Regions from separate parts of the Arabidopsis thaliana genome. Here region 1 is linked to region 2. A link is a contact called in public ChIA-PET data. All regions are on one chromosome and are shown on one strand. The core of a region is the stretch at or near the end of the contact, and the rest is flanking DNA. Distances in the headings are between cores, read along the strand shown.

Region 1 (2,718 bases), core at 193-2,692, 36 kb before region 2:
GTAAGACACATAATACCGTTTACTTAGACAAAGTACTTTTTAATCAAAATCAAAATCAGCAATAAGACTGAGCCTAAGCAAGTGCTAAAACTTCACCTAGCTATGTCATAAAAAGGACTAAGAGTTCAAAAGCAAACCACAAGTATAAATGTATTTCTTCATAGCCTTAATTGAGTCTCACCTGCCCAGGCTCCCATGTCAGAAAGAAGTTACCACGGCTCGAAACAGCGACATATCTTCCATCAGGTGAACGATTAACAGCACTGAAAGTTCCCGTGTAGTAACTAGCACCACTGATTCCACTGGATACTGTTCTGCAAGACCATAGGAAATACTGAATTAAGGTCTACTCTTTGATCTCTATTGAATCTGGATGGAAAAGACAATGCCAATTCCCTAGTATAAACCAAAGAGAGGGTAACGAACCTGTTCAAGGTAGCTGAAACAGTTTCCTGAATAGCAGCTTTCCAGTTATATCCCCTGTTTGAAGTAACATAAATAGCACCTTCATCAGTAACCATCTCTGCACTCTTATCTTCTGTCGCTTTTATAAACACCTACAACAACATTTGTAACAAACACATTCTCATAAACAAAAACAACAACAATAGAAATCTCTGAAAACACCAGAAGAAACAAGATATAATACCATATCTCCAGGAAGCTGAGAACTTAGAGGAATCCTATCCCAATTCTCTCCAGCATCAGCAGTGTACAATAAAATCGCAGGTTTGCCAATAATCCATCCTTCTTTGCCTTTAAAGCTAATCGAATTGAATCTATAATTGAAATCTTCTTCTTCAGCTGAAGGAATCGAACGTGGATTCCAAGTGCTTCCACCATCTTTAGTCTCTAACAAAGTCTGTCTCGTTCCAAGTAAAAACCCTAATTGACATTTCAAGCAAGAATCAGTAAGTAAAACAATTTCGAACTTAAGAACGGAAAATTAAAGAAGAAGAAGAAGGAGTAATTACCTCGGCTAGGTTCGTCGGGGACGAAAGCAATGTCGAGAAGAACAACACCGGGATCGATTGGGAGAAACACTCTTTCCCATTCGGATAACTGTTCATCAGCTCTCGCTGGTCCAACAATGGAAGAAAGCGAGAGTGATACAGCTGCCGATTGGTACAGAAGCTCCCGCCGACTGAAAGATAAGGATGAAGAGGACGATGATGGTGATGGAGATGGAGGAGGAGAAGATGAGGCTTTAGGGATTAGGCGATGAGAAATGCGTTGAGAGAGGAATCGAGGAGAAACAGAGGGCTTGAAGAGAAGATAACCGTCGCAGAGTTGCAGAGACGCCATTGATGTGTGTAAATGTTCTTCGATCTCTCTCACTCTCTTCTCTTTCTCTCTCCCGCCTCGAGAATACATATCCTTTTGCTGTGGTTATCTAACGTCTACGTAGTGTACACGTGTCGTTTTATTATTGGTGTAATTGTTTCTAACAATCATATTTTAATTTACCTTTACTTCCAAGTTTTGAGTATATAAACTCAAATGTAATTATTTTCACGTTGATAGGGTTTTCTCTCTCTTCTCTCTCCTCATCTTTCAGAGAGTTTCAGCTTTTTTGGCCAGCAATGACTGGCTTTATCAGCAGTGTTTGGTCGGCTTCTACTCCGGCATCGCTGGCTTCCTTAGAAGCGTTGGCTGGCTCAGCTTCCGGCATCGACCGGCTACTTTTAGCGGTGGTGGCTGGCTTATCTCCCGAGAGCAAGATACCCTCTTTCTTGTTTCGTCGGGCTTTTCTCCGGCGTCTTTAGCCGGTTTTTTCTCCGGTTTTTTGACCGGATTTAGATTTGATTTGTTTTTTTTTTATCTTCTGCTTGTAGTTCAAAGATTGATGAACCCTAAGAGTTAAAAAGATGTTGATTGAAGAAGAAGAGGAAGAAAAAGAAAAAGAAGAAGAAGAAGATTTGCACTTCGTGGAGTCAAATTCTCGTCCAAGCTACAACTGAAATTTCGCCATTAATCTTTTGAGCGACGAGTGAGCTATGCCAATTAAACAAGTTTTCCGGTGTTTCGGCCGGAATTGAAGCTTCTGACGGCGACTCCCTTCTCTTCCAGTTCCTATGTGTCCTTCAAAATGTTTCCCACTGACACGTGTTTTCTATGCGGCGCACAACAATCATTTGTTCTCTTCCTTCAGTTTAGGGTTTATTCATTTGGGCTTTTGGGCTGTTTTTTTTTTTTTTCTTTGGGCTTGTTTATTTTAGTCTTTGTGAATTATTGGCCTGTTACTTTTGGCTCTATAATATCAATAAAACACACTTGTGACAAAAAAAAAAAAACTCAAATGTAATCATCTAAATTTACTAAAATATTTTCCTCCTTGATTTTCTTCCTTTCTCCCTGGTCATTCTCAAATTTTTAACTACTCAATCCTTTTGAGTCATACTTTCATCTTCATCATTTTCACTGTGATGAATCCATGTGACATTTTTTCCATTATCATACATAATCCAAAAGTCTCTCCTTTGCTAACATCTTTTTCTTTTAGCATTATATGCATCACTAAGAAAAGATAAGAAATAAAAGATTGAACGCTAAAGGTTCAGACATTCATCTTTGTCCGTAATTCATCTTGAATCGAGAAAGTAATAAGATGATTAAAATTAATCATTACAAAATTTGCACAATTCATAGTCTAGTAAATCTAAGTATGTCTACAAAGCTCTTATGAGTAGGAAGAACAAATCATACGAAGCAAGACTT
Region 2 (2,904 bases), core at 96-2,595:
AGAGGCGACGAGACTGAAACTTAATCAAAGCTGTTGACTGACTAAAACTGGAGAGAAATCAGAGCACTTGCATAGATTTTTGTGTGAACATTGAAATAACGTAGTTTTGGGGTATGCCATGAATGATGCTCTGCACTGTCTCGAGATGGTCAGGTTAGATAGCAAATGATGAGCTTGTTGTTGGGTTCATTGCTTCGTCTGAGGTAGAGAGATACTGTCATGTCCTTCATTTATATATTGGTAACAAATTAGATTATGCGTTTGAAATTTTTTCGATATAAGGGTTTCTACAAGAAATTCACAAATAAGAGTGTTATCTTAAAATCATTGATTAAATAGTACATAATTATGTTTAAAATTCCAAATATCTCAAAGCTAATAAACCAAATATCTAAACACTCTCAAATCCTACAAACTAAAGTGAACTTGCTACAACACTATGATTATTGCTTGAATCCAAAACGGCACGAGCGGTTTCCAAAACGTTTTGACCGCAAACGTAATGACTCCTACACACAGGCATATAAACTTCAGCACCACCGATCAACTCCGTCTCTTTCTCCTCCGTCTTCCTCATCGTAAACAAAGCTCTCTTCCCACAAACCTCACACCGTGACGTCAGCTTCGTAACCGTATCCGCAATCGGAATCAAATCAAGAACCGAACCAAACCTCCTCCTCATAAAATCACCATCCAATCCAGCAACAATTACAGTTTTACCCTCTTTATCAGCAGCTTCACGGCAAAACTCGTAAAGATCTCCGAAGAATTGAGCTTCGTCGATTCCAATCACATCTAATCGATTCTCGTAGTCGTCGAATCCGAATCTCTCTTTGAAGGACGAGAGATCGGGGAGTGACCAGCAAGGGTATTTCTCACCGTCGTGAGTAACTATTGATTCGGTGCAGTATCTTGTGTCTTTGTTGGATTTGATGATTGCGATTCTTTTACCGGTTTCTCTTTCGGCGAGTATACGGCGGAGAAGTGTTGTTGTTTTACCGGAGAACATTGGACCGACTACGACGTGGATTTCGCCGGGAGATGAGGAGGAGAGCGGCTGAGATGATGATGATGATGTTACCCTCGTCGCTTTCGTTTGTAGCTTTCTGGTGGAAATGGTGGAAGGAGGTGAATTTGTGGGGGTTATGTTGTTGATTGAGAAGGAGAAGCGAAGAGCGGTGGAGAAGAGAGAGGGTTTATGGAGATGAAGAGAGAAGGGAGCAAGAGATGGTGAGATTAATGTTCTCATCGAAACACCAAACATTTGATAATTACAGAGGAATGGAGGAGGAGGAAGAAGAAGAAGCCGCAAGGAATTAGGGTTTATTGGGAAAAGGGGTCTATTGGAACGACTCTTTGAATTTTTTTGTATTAATGGGTAGCTAGTTTTGGAGTGATTTTTGAACAGATTTCTTTACATATTATTTTAAAAATAAATATTTTGATTATCAATTCAAGCTAGTTTCATGACAAAGAAATAGTATTAGATCGAAATTTTTATTATAATTTTTTTTTTTATAGTGTTTCGATGAGAACATTAATCTCACTATCTTGAATGTGATGAGATTAAATCATTCAAGCTGTTTTTTTTGGTGCTTCAATGTGATGAGTAATCTTGTTATTATAATTTTTTTTTGATGTTTTGTTCGATGATTCTTATTTTTATTGTTATGAATACTTTTACCGTAATATTTAACTTATTTTTTTCTTTAGTGATGAAAATTGCACTAATATATAATTTACTGTTAAATCTTGTTTCTTCGTACTTTTTTTAGAAAATGACTCACATATCTGTTTATGTAATAATTTTTGTGGTATAGTCTTGTATAACTTTAACATTAATTCTAACTTCCATATAATAGAATGATTTTTAGAAGGAAAAAGATATATATGATTTATTGTTATTTATTTGACAAAAAGTCTTGTTTTTTTTTTTGTTTTTTTTTGTTTTTAGCTTATGGTTAAAGAGTTAGGTTTTGGTAAAGTCTATTGTTTATCTTTTGTAATGCGTAGGTAAATTTTGGTGATATTTGATAAATTTTAACAAAAAAAGTGAAAATTATAGAGTTGATAAATTTTGGTGATATTTGATAAATTTTAACAAAAAGAAGTGAAAATTATATAAAAATGAAAAGAAGTAGAAAAGAAGAGAAAAACTAGAGTGAGAATCATTAGACTGTCAATCATAGAGTTGGATTTTTTATTGACCAAAAAGTACAAAAGACGAGGATGAGAGAAAATTATGTAATGTACGGTAAAACGGTGAGTCATCAGATTCCTCTTTTTCAAATTTCATTGATTCCAATTGAAAAATCTCCTCTCCTTCCACTTATTTCTCACATGCATTCTCTCTATATATATGAGCAGCTCCTAGTTTTATAACTCTGCATCTATCCACCTCTCTCTGTAAATTTATCTAAATGTTTCTTTTAATCTTTTTGAGATTAATAATGATTTGTGTTTGTTCATCAACCGATTTTCTCAGATCTGTCAATTATTTTTGTTTATTTATTTATGATTTATGAATGAGGAAAGAGTGAAGTCGCTGGAGGCAGCGGTTCATCGATCAATTCCTGTGAATATTTATTTTTGTTTACAAAAGCAAGAATCGATCGATAAACCTCTGCATCCAGCGCTGCTTGCTCTTCATGACTTTTGTTTAATTGATATCTATTTGAGTATTGCTGAGAAGCAGGACAATGGATTCGATAAAGTCTTCTCAGCTGCTGAAACTAAATATTTAAAATTTATCCCAAATCTAATTCAAAGTATTCATCTTTTAGCTGTTGAGATAGTGAGGGAAAACAAAATTCTTGTATATGAAAAAAGGATAAAATGAAATTGTTTGTTTGTTATTGTTTTGGGTAACAGATCAATTATCATATGTGTTTTTGTTTGTAGTCA

What was found. ChIA-PET counts read pairs in DNA pulled down with a chosen protein or histone mark.
Region 1: an H3K4me3 ChIA-PET map of shoot shows a contact between it and region 2, with 14 read pairs. The contact joins the promoter of HCF136 here to the promoter of TK1b in region 2. A contact is called at or near these places in 19 of 26 Hi-C or Micro-C datasets (callus, cotyledon, flower and 6 more) and 2 of 2 datasets of contacts at active chromatin or transcription factors (seedling and shoot).

What each region holds. Positions count from the first base shown.
Region 1 is chr5:7,776,741-7,779,458 of TAIR10.1, reverse strand. HCF136 (photosystem II stability/assembly factor, chloroplast (HCF136)) reads right to left here and starts at 1,442. Exons shown (of 8, transcript NM_001343790.1): 1 at 975-1,442; 2 at 650-885; 3 at 427-557; 4 at 182-314. The coding sequence starts at 1,374. It overlaps AT5G23115, which reads left to right and starts at 1,836. Exons shown (of 1, transcript NM_001349601.1): 1 at 1,836-1,864. The coding sequence starts at 1,847. The coding sequence ends at 1,864.
Region 2 is chr5:7,740,339-7,743,242 of TAIR10.1, reverse strand. It overlaps TK1b (Thymidine kinase), which reads right to left and starts at 1,345. Exons shown (of 1, transcript NM_122213.4): 1 at 265-1,345. The coding sequence starts at 1,264. The coding sequence ends at 416. TGH (SWAP (Suppressor-of-White-APricot)/surp domain-containing protein) reads left to right here. Exons shown (of 16, transcript NM_122214.4): 16 at 1-303. The coding sequence ends at 17. MIR162b (a microRNA gene) reads left to right here and starts at 2,535; the gene lies at 2,535-2,645.